Linked DNA regions of Anas platyrhynchos: region 2 is linked to region 1. The links are chromatin contacts, called in public Hi-C maps. All regions are on one chromosome and are shown on one strand. Each heading gives the region's core, a stretch centred on a gene start, on an enhancer-like site or on the middle of the called end of the contact. The rest is flanking DNA. Distances are from core to core; before and after follow the strand shown.

Region 1 (4,068 bases), core at 463-2,962:
CTAACGAGAATTCTTTAGAGGTAGATTTAAAGCAATCATCCACTGAATACTGCATAGCATAACTGCAAACAACTTCCCAGCCGAGTTCCAAGCCCTAGATCAGAAAAGGAGGAGTTTAGGCTAATTCAGTTCCGTGTCCCACTTAACAGGCAGACTAAGTAGCTGGTTTGGAAGTTTTGGCTTAAATACTCAAGCACAAAAGCCCTTGTCAACTAGAAGAATGAGAAATTAAGGAGGAAAGGTAGTCTTCTGCTTCAGGAAAGTTGGAGAAGCACTGACTTTCTAGTTGGCCATTGATTTTAACATAATATTAATGCTTACAAAACAGAAAAGGAGCTCTCTTTCTGCTTGTACAAAGTAAAGCAAAGTTTAGGACAGTATTCCTATAGCTCCTGTGGCAGCACTGACTTCTCTTTTTTAATCTAAAGGTTAGGTTTGAGAAGTGCCACACTAATAATGCAAGTCTGCATTAGTCACGTAGAAGAAAATGAGCTAATTTCTGCCTGGTCCTAGAGCGCTTCACAGCTAATTCAATGCCACAGTTCCTCAACAGCAAACCTGTCATTTTACTCTGCACTTAGCTTAAAGAAGTATCCAAAGGTTGGAAACTTCACCAAAGGCCATCCGGATGCAGGACTGCCACGCAGCTCTGCTCCCTTCCTGCAGCCACCGGACTTTGGTGATCACCAACGCCTTTCATACTTGCAAGCATCTCACCAGGTATGCTACAGTGTCACTCACGGAACCACAACATAACCACAAAGGAACACAACACTGAAGTCGTTTCTCCTCTGCTACAGCTAACAAAAAGGATTTCCGTTTCCAGGCCACCAGATTAACCCCGTGTTGGCTTTCCGTGGGGGCGTATTACTGCTGGCACCAGAAGCCAAGCTGCGCTCTCATCTTTTTTCCTGGAAGGGGATTTAGCTCCCAAAGCCGTCGCTAACACCGAGGGGGCTGAGCTAGGGTGGGGGCAAACACCAGCTGTAGTGGTGGTGAGAAGGCTCCTGACCTGCAAAGCAGATCTGACAGCGGCAGGCCAACAGGCGCCCTGAGCAGCCCCTGGTACTCAAGAATTAGAGAGATGACAGAATGCGCGGATTCATTTCTGATTAAGGCCTTCTGCAAGTGTTTGTTGGGTTTTTGTTTGTTTGTTTTTTTAATTTTTCATCCTTGAGTTCACGGGACAATACTCATCTGGGCGGTGAGCACTGACACAGCCCCATCTCCTCACCCAGCAGCGCCCCGTGCCCAGCCCTCGGCCGGCACCGCGGCACTGGGGCAGGACTCGCGCAGCGCTCACCCGCGGGACAGGCGCGGCGGCCCGGCCCCACGGAGCCCGCACGGAGCCCGCAGCCTCCCCGCGCTCAGCCCCGTCACCGCCCCGTCCCCACCACGCAGCCGCCTCACAGCGCTCAGCCCCCCCGGGCACCCCCCGGGCACCCCCCGGCCCCGGGGAGCCGCGCCCACAGCGCCCGCCTGCCCCCGGGCCCTACCGAGCGGGAAAGCCCCGGCCCCCCCCGGCCCCCAGCCCCCGCCCCCCGCCGCACCTGCCGGGAGGGGCCGTGCCGGGCCGGGCCGGGCCGTGCCGGGGCCGCCGCGCCGAGGTCCCGCTGCGCTGCGCGCCGCCCCGCGCGGCCCCGGAAGCGCCCCCAGCGCCCGGCTCACGTGACCGCCGCCGCGCATGCGTGCGGGGCGAGCCCGCCCTCCGGCACTCGGCGCGTGCGCGCTCGGGGGGCGGGGCTCGGGGGCTTGAGGGGCGGGGCGGGGCCGGGCGGGCGGCCGTTGGCGGCCGTTGGCGGCGCGCGAGGCTCCTGTGAGGGCTGTGAGGGCGGCGGCTGTTGGCGGCCGTTCCCTTCCCTCGACACCAGTTGATTCCTGCAGCCGTACAGCTCACGGCACACGAATATACACATTTCTAGCGCTGGCACAATCATCCAGCCACACGCACAACCGGCAGCTTGCCACTGACGCGTCGCTGCAGTCAGAGAGGGCCGCTGGCTTAATGCTTGGCCCTCACAGCCAAAGCCTTGCCCGACGGTGAAAGAAGCAACAAGAACAACAGTGTTTTATTGTAGGGTGCAGAAGGAACTTTTAATAAACGCGACGTGTGGAGAAGAGTAAAAACATGATATAAGGGCACATGCAGAAAATGAAGAAAAAGATGAGAAAGGAAAATATTTATAAAAAAGAATAGAAAGCAGAGGACCCTCCCTTCCCCCCAGCAAAGATAAAATCTAAGGATAACAGGAAATAAAGCAATTAAGGTAAATTGGTTGGAATATTTTTAAGGACTTAGTATAATTCACAGCAAACAGCCAGAGGCATGCAGGCATTATTGTAACATAAACTTATCAGCTAATAGTTAGGAATACAAAGCTTAAATATAAAGGAGTATGTAACTACTTGTATGAGAAATACGGTAAAACTGTAATGGGAAACAGCAAAAAGTAAACAATATTTTATTCTTGTACCTCTTTTGTCCCCTTTTTGCATTTATGGAAGTAACTGCCACAGAAGATGACCAAGCAGCATTATTCAGTGCTTAAGGATGTTACATTTTTCTGTCAGTTCCTGGCTGCAAACTTACTACTAGTGTACCTACTTTGAGTATCCCATGGCCATAGCATCCTGGTTTTTATTAGCAGAGATCTGAGTACAGGAATTTCATGAACAGTTTGTGCTTAAGACTGAATGGCTAGAGATCTCAGTCTGCTGAACTGGACTGTTCATGAACAGTTGGAATTACTCCAGCCTGAGCTGGGTTTAACTGAGCTCTGAAAATCAAGGGTATCTGTGACAATCTTCCTAGTCCAGTAATATATGAAGGGCCACTATTAAAAGGTTTAAAGTCTTCCCACTAACGAAAGTGTTTTTTTTTTTTTTTTTTTTTTTAAAAAAAAAAAGTTTCATACTAGATCTCTGTGTGCTTTTCTAAATGTTATGCAATTACTGATAATCTCAAAACTGTCTTCAAAACGCACAGAGGGTGATCGTCTGCAGGACAACTCCAAACTTGTGTCATGATGGTCAGCAGAGTTGTGCAATTTCTCATTTCTTACACGGGGTGGCACAGTATAGCTGGAAATCTATCGGGTGTTCAGGCATAACTCGGAAAACAAGCAAACAAGGGGTCAGACAACTACTGGGGGATGTTGAATATTTCTATTTTTAAACATCATACAATTACAAATATAAGCAGATTCTTACATGAAAGCTTTACCAAAGAGAACAGGCTTGTGAGAATAATGCTCTGTCACATGAATTTTGTCCTGTACATGGGAAAAAACAGCTGTTACACAGCTTCGGATCTGGAATAATTCACAATTAATCTTTAAATAGAAAATAGCCATCAAAAGCTACAAAATACAAAAATCTTCACATTTTTCCTATTTTTTTTTAAGAAAAATATTTAGTAATATTAAACAAACAGGTTAAAAATGCCCCCTTTCAAGCAACAGCTCAGAAATGCTGGAATTCAAAAACATACATTTGAAAATCCTTCTCATGTGGATCTGGATATATAGACTGCATTTGTATAGCTTTCCTCCTGGCTGTTTTACCTGTAGAGAAAGTATGAAAAAAAAGTATTTTTCAACTTTTATTTTGACCTTTTTTTGATAATAAGCGCTTTGAGCTGCAGTTCACCTCTGCTTCTGTAGTCTATGCACATAATTTGGCTCCTGTCTTAGACACCTGTGATACACTGTGACAAGAGAAACGTGTTACATGTATATAGTAATAACTTTCAGATATGTGGATGGGAACTAGGTAGTGTGTAATATTTTGAGATTCTTTTGATATTCCTGTAGGGTGCATCATTACCATCTTTTTTAAGCCATGTATAATACTGTAATCAGTTGTCACGCTGATGTAACTAGCTAAATGTGATAGCTGCATCTTCTTTGTATATCATGGAGTAAACTGTTGAGCAGAAAGTGATCCTCATCATGGTCCTCCTATGTCCAGTGCATTTTATCCCAAACCTCCCAGAGCTACTTCAGGCAGAAACCACGATGCTGTAGTGGACTCGTCCTTCATAATCAGGATAGCACTTCACATATCCTT
Region 2 (3,755 bases), core at 955-3,454, 320 kb after region 1:
GAATCCTCCAAAAAATCAAAGAGTAGACAACTATTCTACAGAAGAAATAGGATCACTTGGATAACACTGCAAATAAATATGGCCAATAAGAATAGAGAACTTACTCAGACACTTTCTTCAAAATGTGATGAAGTATATTCAATGAGTTTGCAGGCCTGTAAAAAAGGATAAGAAATAAAAAAGTAGTTACTTGTAAGGCTAATTATAATTTCAAATTCATTATTAAAGAACTACTAAAAATACTCACTTAATCAATCCAAGTTTTTCTCTTAATATTTCTGGAGAAATCTTTTCTAGCATAATAAGCTTTGATGTAAAAGCATCAATACGCCCTGTAAAATATCAATACATTTTTTTTTTTTTTCAAAAAAGAAAGAACAACCAAATATAAAAGCATAACTTGCAGACCTAATGCTTTTTAAAGGGAATAAAATTTTTTGCTCTTTTACACTGTAGAGCAGTGAAAAGTACTTATTGCACAGTACATGAAAGTAAAACGTACAGTTCAGTTGCTTTTCATTATGGGTAACTGAATTTGGACTGTCTTCTAAATCAGGGAAATGTCCATGATTCCAGTAAATCTCACATGTTGCATGAGGTCTAGCAAATGTAACTTCATTTTGCCATGGCCTTAATCTTGTCTGCTTATTTGTATCTTCCCAAATTCTTCTGAGGCGTTTAACACTAGGCTTCCTCACTGTACACATCACCCAAGTTTATCTTTTAAGGTAAATTTACCTCGGTGTTTAATTTACCTCATTTTCTATTCTGATATGGTATCTGAACATTTATGTTATTTCATATTGTGAGGATATCTTTGCCTTTCTTTTTTTTTCTTTTTTTCTTTTTTTTTCTTTTTTCTTTTTTCTTTTTTTTTTTTTTGAAAAAATTACAGCTTACTATTCCGGCCTTTTTCATAGCAAATTGGTAAAGACTATTTATCTTTGACATAGCTAGGAATAGCAATTCAAAGCTTTTCTCAACACATTTTTATAATAACTGCTGAGAGGAATGGTTTAGCCCAAATTTTCACTTAATAAGCAATAGAGATCATTACCGTAGCTTGTACATTGATGTGGTGACCTATGAAGCCAAGTTCTCATGTTGAGATTTTCCCAGAAAACTGTTCTATTACAGTTCCCACGAGGAGAATGAGGAAAAGACAGCATAATAAAAATGACCTGCTCAATACAATTAACTGCCTTGCTACAAATTTGCTCTTGTAGGTAGTCTACACGCTTCAATTGTACAATTATAACTGCTAAGCCAAAGCATTTCACATTCAAGGATAAACATTATTCAGCAATTTGTTATTGTCATCTGACATGTGATGTCAGATGACCAAGTAATAACTCTTTTTTTTACTAGATTTTCAAAAAGGCACCAGGACATCTGGTTTCTTTTAAATACCAGTGCATTTACTGCTTTTCTTGACATCAGTATTTTGTATAAGGCTTAAATACCTAGGATTAATACTCTGCATTGCTAACTATAAGAAAAGAAACTTGAAGTAATTTTATTTTTTTATAATGTGTTCTCCATTCCTTATTAGTGTCTTGTCAAATCAAAATCTTCTCCATTCTAAACTCATTGACAGCATAGCTGGGAAAAAAAAATCTATGAACTACTCATACCTGATTTATATTACTGTATGTTATAATTGAGAAGTGACTGACTGAAAATACTTGACATTCAGTAAGTTACCATACAGTAATTTTTTCCAATCAGTTTTCAAATCATCTTTATTTAAAAATCAATATTATTCTATTTAGGTGAAGGTAAACTATACTTGGGCACTTAATGCCAATTGAAGAATAGTATCTGGGATGAAGCATTTCCATTTTTAATCAGCAAAGCTTATCACTTTTTTTTTTTTTTTTTTTTTAAACTGATTAAACAAAATACAAGTCCTCAGTTTAGGAAATATGACAGAGATTACTTCCCTCTGCAGATGCAGGACTTCTTATTTGAGTAGTAAGGGGTCTTAAAGCAACCAACCGAGCAATGTGCTCTGCCATCTGGAGGATGGCACACTCTGTTTGAAAATAGTATCTCTGCTTTTGTACAAACTGTAAGTCTATGAGAATATATGAAATAAAAAATTCCACTTGATCGCACATCTTGCAATTTACACAGGAGGCAATGGGTAAACTTCCGTTTTCTCTCTCATCTCCTGAGCTGGCAGCACGGCTGAGTCACTGTGCTGAGCTACGAGATTCTTCCCTCAGTCAGAGTAATACCACTGAAGAACACTGGACAATTATAGGGCACTGGCCAAGGTCCAAAGAACTTTCCATCTAGCAACACAAAAGATTACTAATACTGTGAGTAGTTCTTTCAAGATCCAAGGGCTCCTAACCAACTTACCACTGATGTCTGCTAAGCACTCAAAACTTCAGTTATAAAGGGTTCACTTAAGATCTACATAGTCTCAGAACTATCTGAATAAGGTGGCAAGTTTTCCAGGTACTGCATTATTAATGGTAAAAATAAGTTTTTAAACATTTTTTTCATGTCTTCACAGGTGTACTATCATGTGAATTCAAGAAGAGCACTAAGTCTGTGTCTTTACTATTGCTAATTTTAAAATTCCTTTATGATAGGTCATGTTTCATGTTAAAAATTTCATACTGTAGTATGATCTAAGAGGATGAATAATTCAAGTCTGTCTTTCTGTTTACCCCAAATACATGATAGCAGTAGTCTTACTTGCACTTATCAGAGTAACGAACAACGAGACATTCACCCTATTCTAAGCTGCCTGTAATACAGGGATATTATCACTGTTGGAGAATTGTCACTTGTGTTTCAGGAAAAAAAAACATGCCATTTGAAAGAAGTGTCTAACTAAACCAGGACACTTGCCACAATGTTTTTCACAGCTCCCCAAAAACATCAGCTGAAAAGCAAAATTTTACAGCTGACTTTTAACATTTTTAACCATAGCAGAAAGAAGCCTGAAGTAGAACATGGCAACAGTTTCCTATTAAATGCTGTGGCAGATGCTTTTTCACAAAACTTAATGTTGACTTCCATGCATCTATTTTACCTACCTCTATGAGAAACTACATGTTGGTACCAAAAATCCAGAGCCCCCAACCTGCCTACCTGAATAAACCACATATTCTGTCAGTATCAAAAGTTAATCACATTCTCAGAGTCCATTTGTGTAGCATTAGAAAATAAATAAATAAATCGATATATATATACATATGTATATTTTGTTGTTAAATAGTTGGGAGGAGGCCTGCCCCACATGCTAGGAGTACCACTTTAACTCCTACAAGCCCCGCCCCTCCCGGACCCAGGTTTTGCTGCTGGAAGAAGCACATCCAAGAGCTGACAAACAACGAAGACTGGAATAACTAGTGTTTCTCAATCTCAGGGACACTTTCTCCTGAGCACAACAGAGAGCCTGTCAGAAGCTCGTCTATCAAAGCCTGCCTGCCTAGGGCTCCACACCCGTTTCATGGTTAGCAGGAATCTGCACCGTACAGCGGAGACTAATAAACCTCTGAATCAGGAAGGGGTGACTGCTAATGCCAGAACAACTCCTGCAGCACACAGACTTTTTTCTCCTACATTCCTGCGAGCCCCAGTAAAGGGGTGTTGGCTGGGTGAGCTGTATGCAAACTTCTGCACCCTAGCCATATGTTAAGTATCCTGTTACTGATGTAAGATTAGATAGACGTGCATTCTTTCAGCCTGCATGCTCTGTAAGCCAATCATCAGCCTCTACAAGCTTCCCTATTTCC

The links. A called contact is a pair of places that touch in the nucleus more often than the background predicts.
Region 2: a Hi-C map of subcutaneous adipose tissue shows a contact between it and region 1, with 2.4 times the contacts expected there. The contact joins the enhancer-like site here to the promoter of BNIP2 in region 1. A contact is called at or near these places in 2 of 8 Hi-C or Micro-C datasets (liver and subcutaneous adipose tissue).

Annotation. Positions count from the first base shown.
Region 1 is chr11:9,453,280-9,457,347 of IASCAAS_PekinDuck_T2T, forward strand. BNIP2 (BCL2 interacting protein 2) reads right to left here and starts at 1,713. Exons shown (of 11, transcript XM_027465566.3): 1 at 1,551-1,713. LOC106019670 (a long non-coding RNA gene) reads left to right here and starts at 1,768. Exons shown (of 4, transcript XR_011811896.1): 1 at 1,768-2,267.
Region 2 is chr11:9,771,642-9,775,396 of IASCAAS_PekinDuck_T2T, forward strand. ICE2 (interactor of little elongation complex ELL subunit 2) reads right to left here. Exons shown (of 15, transcript XM_027466150.3): 12 at 248-332; 13 at 105-155. Among named protein-coding and RNA genes, the nearest start is that of ICE2, 18 kb to the right of the region's middle. Within about 2 kb of position 2,205, at least 4 of the 8 cell types and tissues checked have an H3K27ac peak or open chromatin away from gene starts, as enhancers often do. A contact at or near this core is called in subcutaneous adipose tissue, where this site is marked.